Linked DNA regions of Danio rerio: region 1 is linked to region 2. Evidence: chromatin contacts called from public Hi-C data. All regions are on one chromosome and are shown on one strand. The core of a region is the stretch at or near the end of the contact, and the rest is flanking DNA. Distances in the headings are between cores, read along the strand shown.

Region 1 (5,497 bases), core at 985-3,484, 280 kb after region 2:
ATACTAGGCTACATTAGGATGCTGTAGCATTAAAGTGTTGTACTATACATTATAATACGCTTTATTTTGTCCCAGTGACCAACTTGAGGTCAAAAAAATATCAAAAACACGCCACAAATGCTAATTAATTGATGTTGGTTGATATCGACATTAAGTTGACATACATTAGCATCAAATAAACACCTCAAAAATCGATAACAAGACTATCAATAATATGTCGTTTTGGCATCATGTTTAACATTGATAGTTTCGACGCAAAATCCAGTGTAAATCTGTCATCTGAAATTGAAACATTCAGGTGAATAAACTTTTCTTATATTGTAATACTCCTTTCGCCGGTTTCACAAACGAGGTTTAAGGCTAGTCGAGATTAAATTGCATGTTTCAGCTGTCTCAACTCAACATAACTTGCAGTGAGATGTCTTAAAATATGTCAGTGTCTTTTTTGTGTCCAGGTGCACACCAGTAATATATTTTTCTAAGGTTATTTTTATAAATGTGGCTTAATTAGCCTAATTTAACTAAGCCTTAGTCTTGGCTTAATCTAAGCCTTGTTTGTGAAACTGGGCCATTGTGTGATAATCTTGCTGGGCATCAAGGTGTGGATGTTGAATGAACGTGAAAGTTTGGACATCAAACTGATTAGCATTTTATCATATTTTTGTTATGTGATGCTTGATGTCATTTTGATGTTGATGTTTTGTTATCAAGTTGCACGTTGGGATGCTTCAAAAAGGCTGTTTCTCAATTCCAAGAACGCAGAGAACGGACTTGCGTTCTTGTGGAGACCGGTCTTGCCAGGTGTCCTCGGAAGAACGAACTCGGGAGACCACGAGAACAGAGAACGCGTCCTGTGAGAAATGAGATGCTGCGTTCTTCCTGATGGTCACATGACCTTGACGTGTTTATTAATATAAAATTATTCAAACATTACAGCCTTCATACACACTTTATTGTTTTTCCCCACTTCAAAATATATACTCTGCATAAAAACATTATAAATATACGTTGCACAGTATAAATAAAACAGATTTCAATTCGAAATTCAGCAAATAAACACCCTTAATGCGTTTATTCCTATATTAAGATTTTCATGGTGATGTTTATATTCACCGTTTCATTAAGGGAAACTCCTGAGATAGATAAATAATGAATCTAAATAAAATGCTGCGCTTTCCACCTCCGGTCGCAATGACTTCTGGGACTTCCAGAGCGAGATCAGTGTTTAATTGTGCATCGGTGCGTCCTCGATATCAAGAACACATCCGCGAAGTTTTACTCGTCCTCCGTTCTTGCAGTCTTGAGTGTTGGAACTGAACTTTGGCAGCTGATGATGACGTTACACGAAGACGCAAGACCAATGAAGAACGCATATTGAGAAACAGCCAAAGACTATACTATTACTATAGTCCAGTGGTCTCAAACTCAGTTCCTGGAGGGCCACAGCTCTGCATAGTCTCCAACTCACACCTGCTAAATACTCTCTAGTACTCTTGAACACCAGTTGGATCAGCTGTGTTTGATTAGGGTTGGACCAAAGCTGTGCAGAGCTGCGGCCCTCCAAGAATTGTGTTTGAGAGTTCGAGTATTAGTCTAATACTAATTTTTAATGATTGATCACTTCACACACCTTGCAGCTATAAGTTTTAGTTGGAAATATTATAATATTGAAGCACTCTTTGATTGAGCTGAATGCTCCTTATAAGAATTTCTGCATTTATATCGTGGCTGCGCATGAGAACATGCACCAACTAGACTTTTAAATCTTATACATTTCTACACATACATACAGTACACTGTGATATTATTCTAGACGACAGGCACTTTTTCAAATTGCTTTTCAATGTCTTCAAACAGCCTTAATGTCACAGTAGAGAGAAATTGAGAAGTTGGACTCCCCCAGTCTGTCCGTTCTCTAGAAATTCACTATTTATAATGTCATCTTATCTGGCTTGCTCTGAGGACTGCACTGTGAGTGCACTTGTGCTTTCTTTTGTTAGGGTGAGTTGGCAATTTCCTGTGAGATGGAGCCACTGCAGTCTTGCGTCTCTCTCTCTGATAACGTCTGTGACATGAACTGCTGTTAGCATCAGCACGCAGAGCTGGACTAGTGCTGATGGGGACTTGTCATAAAACGCCTCCAGCCCTCACACACACACACACACACACACACTGCAGACCATCAGCATGCAGGCCAGTCCACAGAGCTGTGACCTGCTGATGGGACGCCAGAGCAGAATGCTGTAGTGCTCTTATACTGCAGAATGCTTTACACTGTGTAGAGTATGCAAACAATCTGTTATGCGTGAAAGAAAGCAACAACATTTCATCAAAGTTGCCCTAAAACTATTGATCAACACCTATTCTTGTCTGAGGACAATTCTTTATTTCAAATGTTCACTACTTTTTGACATAAATTGATTATGTTTCCATCTCCATCGCTGTAGGTTTGAATCTATAGTGTTTCTCTGAGCACTGACGTCTGGTTTAGTCAGATACAGAAGTCAAACATCACACAGAGCATAAAATAGTTTAGACAAGTTTAACACAAGCAAAACTATTTTACTGGGAGAAATATAAAATATATTTAATTGATAAAAACTTGTGCTGGACTTTATAGTCTCTAAGTTCAAATATTTAAGCATTTTATTATGGGTCGGGTGTATTTTTTTTTTCAATAACCAAAAATACATTGTTTGAGTCCCATTTACTGATTTTCATTTCATGCAAAAAATCGAACATTAAGTAAAGATCATGTTCAATTAAGGTATATTGTAAATTTCTTACTGTATATAGATGAAAACTAACATTTGAATTAGTATTATGCAGTGTAAAGAACTGAATTTTACAACTTTAGAGGTTATTTGTGTGCATTTTGTTATTTATATAAGTTAAATTCAGTATTATTCGCCCCCCTTCGAATTTTCTTTTCTTTTTTTTAAATATTTCCCAAATGATGTTTAACGGATTCAGGAAATTTTCACAGTATTTCTGATAATATTTTTTTCTTCTGGAGAAAGTCCTATTTGTTTTATTTCGGCTAGAATAAAAGCAGTTTTTAATTTTTTAAAAATCATTTTAAGGCCAAATTATTAGCCCCTTTAAGCTATATTTTTTTTTGATAGTTTACAGAACAAACCATCGTTATACAATAACTTGCATAATTACCCTAACCTGCCTAGTTACCCTAATTAACCTAGTTAAGCCTTTTAATGTCACTGTAAGCTGTATACAGTTGAAGTCAGAATTATTTTAACCCCTTAGAGTTTTTTTATTACTTTTTATTTCCCAAATGATGTTTAACAGAGCAAGGAAATTTTCACAGTATGTCTGATAATATTTTTTTCTTCTGGAGAAAGTCTTATTTGTTTTATTTCGGCTAGAATAAAAGCAGCTTTTATTCTTTAAACAACATTTTAAAGACTAAATTGTTAGCCCCTTTAAGCAATTTTTTTTTTTTTTTTGATAATCTACAGAACAAACCATCGTTATACAATAACTTGCCTACACCTGCCTAGTTAACCTAATTAGTTAAGCCTTTAAATGTCACTTTAAGCTGTGCAGAAGTGTTTTGAAGAATATCCAGTCAAATATTATTTACTGTCATCATGGCAAAGATAAAATAAATCAGTTATGAGAAAGGAGTTGTTTAAACTATTATGTTTAGAAATGTGTTGAAGAAATCTGCTCTCCATTAAACAGAAATTAGGGAAAAAATAAACAGGGGGGCGAATAATTCTGACTTCAGCTGTATATCTAAAACATTGGATTTGTTTAGACTACTCTGCCTAAAATAATTACATACATACTTGTCTGATTTTGGAATATAAAAGATTTTCTGGCACCTTTAACTGAACTGAATCAACACTTAAATGACTCAAGCTGCTAATGACACTGTAATAGATTTCTCTCACATGTGAAGATTTGCATCACTGATTCTGTTATTTTTCATTTTAATACCGTGAAGCTGCTCTAAATCAATCTGTATTGTCTAACGCACCAAATAAGTGAAGTTTCACAAACTAATTTCAAGAGGAGCACGTGATATGACTGTGCACTGCTGGCTACTCATCTGTAATCAGTAATAATCCAATCAGAATGATCCTAGCTTAATATAAATGGATCACTTTCTCCTCTTCTTTTTGGAAGAATCCCCCCCTTCCACCCCATCTCCTTCTTTTTCTCCCCTTCTAAAGGGGGAGCGATCGAGACCTACCTGATCTCGGATCCCCTGATATGCTTATTTACCAACGGGATCCCTGGGCTCAAATATCTCCGAGCTCAGGGTTCTCTCCCGGGACAGCATGCCAAACCTGCTATAAATGCCAAGCATATCTAAGTGGGAACTCTTGAAATGGAAGTGGCGAAAAACAAAAATTTGACTGCAATCACTATTGTTCATGCTCACTTTGGACGTTCAGAGCATTCCCAATGAAAAGTACTATAGTGTTTTTGAAGCATACTTGTATTAATCTGTCCCTATAATACAATATAGTGATATAATCAAATAACAAATAGGCTACTGTACTTTGTGTATAGGTAATATTAAACAACAATTCACCACAATGGAGTAAAAACTCAAATACTACTAGTATTTATTACAGTTTATCAGCTCGGTGTTGTTAGTACTACAGTATCCTGTAGCATTCTTTAAAAAAAAGAGTTGTAAATACCATACTGTAGAAATTATTATAATGCGATTCAAAAACACTACAGCGTTTATATAGGGAGACCTATATAACACAATTTTTCTTTAGCACCAAAAACCTTTTTTTTTAGCTGCATGACTAAAACTTTTAGGCAAAGTACCCACAGTTGTCTACTACAAATGTAAACTATTAAAATTTCTTAAACTATATCACATCCTTTGTGAGATGATGACAAATACAAGGTGGTCATTTGTTACAAGTTACCCCACTACTAAGTGGGTTGTAACATACTGGGGAAAGTTAACAGGTAAACAAAATGCTACTTTAGTGTACTACAAGGGATATGCCACAACAACAGTTTTATTGTGAATAAATGACTGCAACAATACAATAAATGTGACTATTGCAAGTGTATGTGCATCGTGTGTGTGTTTAAGCTATATATAAGATATAATTGGAGTATATTTTTGCAGATTTTATTTTCCTGTTTGTTGTTTCTTTGGTACTTTTTATTACTATTTTTTTGTTAGCACTTGTAAATATCCTCACTGTGGATGGACTTTTGGCACTGTAAATAAATATCACCTTGCACGACAGTGCTTTGCGAGTAAGCCATCATTTTTTTTTTTACGAACTCACATTTCTTCCCCCTTGAAGAGGAGTTGGTGGGCTCGTTTTCATCACAATGCACATTTGCGTTTGTGTGTGTGTAAGTCAATTCTGGTCTGAGAGGTGGGGGGACTAAATCTGAGTGATGGTGAAACTGTTGTGGAATGTTGGTGATCGTTTTAGAAATGTGCAGCAATTTTGAGTAATTGTGTGCAGAAAGGCCTAAATTTGAAAAAAAA
Region 2 (5,710 bases), core at 2,407-4,906:
CACAAATTTTGAATTGTGTGCAATAAAATCGCTGCATCCTACATTAACTTTTAAAAGGCTGCGAGTTGTGTTCTGCACACCTGCTATTTGGGGAAAACATGGCCTAAATTGTTGCAGGTCGGAAATTGATTTTTAAAACCCGCGATATTCGATTTAATGATTTATATGCTTCAAATATTTTATTTTCGTTTTTATTTTTGGAAAATGTCAGGGTTTTTTTTCTCCACGAGGTCATTAAATGATAATGGGGCCATTTTCTATTTGTGTATTTTCTCCCCCTCTTCTTCAATGCTGCCTTTTCGGCACCGGCCACCACCGCACAAAAGGAAATGAAAATAATTTTAGTCTATTGCCTTCTGGTCAATTTACCTTGTAGCACAGAAAGCGTTTGGAGCCCTAACGAGTTCCCAGGCAGGGCTCGAGCTGTAATTATTCCGCCGGGTTTTCAGTGGGATCGGACGCTGCACTGGATAAACACAAAGAAGTCAGAGAGCATCCTTGAACCTTTTCAGTACAGGGCCACTGATATTCAAATAACAGCCAGGGACCATTTGACTGCGAGAGCATTTTAAATTCAACATTTGCATAAGGCCTCTCCCCGTTTCCCCATTTCAAAAGTGCCATCCAGAAAAGGCAAGAATGAAAGAAAGAAGGGGGGAAAAACTGTTCCCATAACACCAAATCAAGTGTAGCGTTTTATAAAAGCTAAACGACGCTTTATGCCTTCAGCCCTCTCTCGGATGGACATTTTCCGTTTGACATGCAAATTTAAGCAGTTAATTTGAGCAATTCAAATAAATATTCAGAGGCCCTTTGTCACCGAATCCCCTTGGAAAATGCGCGATAAAGAGCTGCTGAACAAATGATGTCTCGGAGAGTAATTAGATATTTGATAAGACACGAATCCCTAATCGCCAATACAAGACACATGGGGCTGCGATGTGCTCCAAGTCATAATTAATACTATTTAACAAGATTTTCATTTGGACAAAAATGCTTTCCGGGGCATTAACTATATTGATTTACGCCACTGGGGAAAACGAGTCTTTATTATCATTGTTATTATTTTATATGATGCGTTCTTTAATTTTTCTCAAATGTAAATAAATATTCGCATTAATTTCGCGCGGTGTCTGCGTTTGCCTTTTAAACAAATGCGATTTAGACTCGGGTGGATTTTGATGAAAACATTCGCATCAGACAACCCAAGCTTTAGATTTTAAATCCCTTTAATTACAAAATGAAAGCCTTATAAGCGTGACTTTATACAATTAAACATTTATATATTTTTTTAGCCAGGTAAAGGAAAGGTTAAATGAATTTTAAATAGCTGTGTAACATACATACTGACATCCACAAAGTGCGTCGAAAGGAAAGAAAATTCCCTGAATTTCAGGATCCACCACAAAACAGTCATAAGTAACATTTACAGGAGGGAAAAAAATAACATGATATTTTTGTGGATATATGTACACAGTTAGCTCAGCCAAAGCTAGGCTATTTAGTTCCTCTACCGCGCACTGATTCCACACCGAATGTCCACTCTTATTAAAATACCGAGCCTTTCCGAGACTTTGAATCGTCCTGAAAAGTGAGGTGTTTGTCTGTGCGGAGCAGAATTATAGCCAGTGTTGCACTGAATTCACTCTTTCCAATGCAAAAGTCTCAAGAAATGTCACATACTCCAGACCCGTTTCCTTTTCTTGATTCACCTTGGAGAGAGGGGGGAGAGAGAAACAAACGCTTTGAGGTCATTGTCGTAAAATCGCGCTCAGGACTCGTGGTGCGGAGACTGATCTTTGACCGTGACCCGTGGGTTTACACCCTCCAAAATCAGTTCGGGCGACTCGGACCTGGGGGTCTCCAGGTTGCTGGTGTCGGTGTCGCTGTCGCTTCCCTTTTTGCCTCCGCCTCCAGCGGTGTGTGTTTTGATGTGTTTGCTCAAGTGGTCGCTCCTCATGAAGCGCTTGTTGCACACCGGGCACGCAAACCTCTTCTCCCCGGTGTGGGTGCGCAGGTGCCTCTGGAGCTCGTCGGATCTGGTGAATCTTTTACCGCAAAAAAGCCAGTTGCACACAAAGGGCCTCTCACCGGTGTGCCACCTCAGGTGCGCTTTGAGGTGAGATGTTTTCCCGTAGACTTTCCCGCAGCCCGGGATGTGACAGCTATGAAGTCCTTTTCTCCGCAGGCTGGCGCCTGCAGGCCCAAGCCGCTCCGCCTCTTGGCAGTTCGGGCAGTCGCATGTGGCCCGCCCGGAGTATCTCCTGGAGGATCTGGATGAAGTCCCGATGCCAGAGCTGGCGCCCGATATCATGGCATTCGTGGCTGACGCGTCCGTGTATGTGGGAATCACAGTTTTGAACCCCTCCTGTGTCAACAGGTGTTGACTAGTGGACAGGAGGTGAGACGCGGTGGGGCTGATGCCAGTGGAGCTAAACGCGGAGTGCGTGAGGCTGGAGAAGTCCGGGTTGTAGCCGCTTAGCTGGGAGTGGATGGCTTGGGGGGTCCCGGAGTGCAACGAACTTTGCAAAGTGCCAGCTGGATTTTGCACTTCGAGCCACGAGCCCGGGTTTGTGTGCACGTCCCACCACGTGGACGCCCCGTTGGCCACATCGCCCGAAATAGTGGAGTGAAAGCCGGACTTGTACCAGGATTCGTACGGGTGCGCCATGCCGACGCGCGGGTATAAAGTGTCTGCAGAAGAGTGAACTTTGGAAATGAACGCAGACTGTCCCGAGTCCTGCGACGAAACGCTGGTTGTGTTGGAGAACAAGCTGCTGTATTCGGCGGAGAAAGCCGAGGAGGTCGGAGAGGTCGAGGCCAGGCAGAACGCGCTGTTGCCCGCGCCGGTGGTGGTCGTTAGTCCGGAGGTGCTTCGGCTTGTGGCGACTGTGAATCCAGGCAGGCTGGAGCCCAAATTGCAGCTCGACGAGGATCTTTTCCAGGGGTGAAATCCGCCTTTGGAGAACGCACTGGAGTCGGGGAGAGTCGTGAGGGGACTGGTGTTGCCAATTTTGTTGCAGGTCGCAGCCAGCATCGCTAAAGGGGTAGTTCCAAACCGCGGCTCTTCCTGTGTGGATGAAAAGTTTGTGCTCTTTACTAGACTATAAAACATAGCTGGCTTGTGTGAGAATCAAATAGTTTTACAAGTGTCAATGACTCCCCCAAATAAAACCCAAACATCGAATAAAGCGCTCAATGCGCAGATTCATTTTTATTAAAGAGTTGTCTAAAAAGCTTTAGAAAATAATTGTACATATTCATTATGGTAGCCATTTAATAATTGCTAACACATACTTAATTTTAGTGCTTTGTTATTATTGTATTTTTAACCAAGAAGTGACCTTTCTGCAGTACAAATTAACGTTATTTCACAGATTATTCATATTTTATCGAAGTTTTTTTATAATTCTAAAAAAACTCCCTTTTCTTCATAAAAAACAAGAGCGTTTTCTTGAATGGAAAACATTTGTTTTAAGGAATGCATCTAAAAGTTACTTGGAGGTTTGAATGCGAGCAAGCAATAGTGACATGCTAACAACAACAACGATAAAAGAATAATAATAATAAAAAACGTCGAATTAAAATATATCAGAATTTGCGCACTTACCCCAAGTATAGACGTAGCCATATCCAGGGCCTTTCCTAGACAGCTAGCTGAAGAACAATGACTCAGTGTTCCAGTGTGACTGCGGGACAGTGCGCTGAAGCTTTACTCTCTCTACTCGTGTTGTATAGTGAGCGCGTGCTTTGAAGTACAGCTGGCTGCAGTGCTCAGCCAATCTGCGCGCGAGACGAGGCGCCTCCAACCAATAAGCGACGCGACCATGACAGAAATACTAAAGCTGCATGTCAATCAATGACTGGGGAACTGATCCCACTGTCAAGCAATAAGCCATCAGCTATTTTTCACCGTTTTATATATATATACACACACTCATGGCCATCAAGGCGCAGTTTCTGCACAGACTATAGTGCTCAGCTCTTATTGGTATTTAATAGACATCCTCCGATGGTAAGCGTCTCATCTTGATTTTATGCATGGTATCCTCAAATATCTGTGTCGTGTGTGTTGACGGATGCGCTTAAAATGGATTTTTATGATGTGCACTGCGCACAGCTTACGTGATCGCGTTATTGTTATTGTGTAGTTATTATTAGTCATTAATAATATTATTTAATGTACGCATCAAAACCCTACATTTAGGTTAGAGTCGTTAACGTTATAATGTGACGCGTTCACGTTTTGTGTGAATGCAAAGTCATGAGTATTACAGTGTCAGTGCACTCATCTGTTTTTTCTTAAAGAATATTTGAGTCCTTTTATACCTTAAGTTTGTTTAATATTTATAATATGTCGAACTTTCAAATTAGAGCACGCTGAAATGCAAGAGAAGGTCTTGGATGAAGAGGACGGAGTGACAACACTGCTCTCACAACAGGTGTGTTAGACTTTTGCTGAAAGTGTTGTGTATGTGTGTGTGCGAGAGAGAGAGAGAGAGAGGAAGAAGAGGGAGGGATGTGGGGGCGCAGGTTAGAGTTTGGGGTGTTAATGCGCGCGCGCGCTCCTTTAAATACCTTCAGAACCACACGCGAACACATGACTCCAACAAATCTTTTAAAATTAAACAACAATATTTTATTATGTTGCATAAATAAGTTAGAGCGTTAAATTAGACAATAAATAAATAATAATATGAACTATTCGGAATAAAAATATAAAACCACATTCTGAAGAATCACAGATCAAATCATTAATAATTAGGATACGTTTTCCCCCTCAGCACTGCTCTTTTGTATATAAAGATCAATGCATTATAGCAGTGTTTTGCGCTGCTTGTTAAAACATTTAAGGGTAATGACATAATGTAACAATGGTCTGCTTTGGAGTGAATCGCCTCCTTTTAAAAGTTAAAGCAATTTTCTTGAGAATGGCCCCGCCGAAACGCTGTGCATTACAGTATTCAAAATGACCAAATAATGCTCCATTATAGCGCTTGAACGCTGCCAGTCAGACTGGATGCAATTTACTCCGGAGCGCTTTGCTTTAAATTCCCTCCTATGGAGAGAGCTGGGGAATATAAAACAATTTATTCAAATCCGAGCGGCGGAGTCTCGAAAATCGCTTGATTTCCGCAATCACCGCAAATTGACGGAGGAACAATTAACACTATTAAACGTCTGTTCAGCATAAACAAATTGGCCTGAGGCACAGTAGAGGTTTAGGTTACATGTTTAGATGGCTATGTATATGCGCGCGCGCATGCATGTCTATTCACACTTGGAACCAAACGACTAATGTGCATTTCTTCGCAATTAATATATGACCTATTATATCCTCATTGACTGGTTTCTGTCAATGGAAGATAGATTGTCGGCATTCATATGTTAAAAAGGCTAAATGTAGTTATTTTATTATGAGGGACACTAAAAAACATTTTAAAAATGAATCTACATTTATTTATTTAGCAGATTTGTTTTTGTTTCGACAAACCCAAATATTTTGAATTAGCTTAAACGCATTAAACTGCGAGATATCATGAAGATGTTTAACTTGTTTTAATCTAAATATCTAAAAATAGATTTGTGTTATAAACACACACACACACACACACACACAGTCCGGCTTGCGAGCACCTTTTCCTTGCGTAATTAGGAGCCTATTACAAGTCATTAGATTGATCAATGTACCTTAAACAATGCGAGTGAT

What was found. Hi-C and Micro-C count contacts between places; a contact is called where the count stands out from the background.
Region 1: a contact with region 2 is called in a Hi-C map of embryo, with 4 times the contacts expected there. The contact joins the enhancer-like site here to the promoter of sp9 in region 2. A contact is called at or near these places in 6 of 18 Hi-C or Micro-C datasets (caudal fin, embryo, hematopoietic stem cells and 1 more) and 1 of 4 datasets of contacts at active chromatin or transcription factors (caudal fin).

Annotation. Positions count from the first base shown.
Region 1 is chr9:2,882,722-2,888,218 of GRCz12tu, forward strand. LOC141376051 (a long non-coding RNA gene) reads left to right here. Exons shown (of 3, transcript XR_012385132.1): 3 at 2,001-3,068. Among named protein-coding and RNA genes, the nearest start is that of cdca7a, 22 kb to the right of the region's middle. Within about 2 kb of position 2,235, at least 5 of the 62 cell types and tissues checked have an H3K27ac peak or open chromatin away from gene starts, as enhancers often do.
Region 2 is chr9:2,603,617-2,609,326 of GRCz12tu, forward strand. It overlaps sp9 (sp9 transcription factor), which reads right to left and starts at 3,657. Exons shown (of 1, transcript NM_212960.2): 1 at 1,212-3,657. The coding sequence starts at 3,115. The coding sequence ends at 1,772. LOC103911600 (a long non-coding RNA gene) reads left to right here and starts at 3,862. Exons shown (of 3, transcript XR_662496.5): 1 at 3,862-4,015; 2 at 4,375-4,442.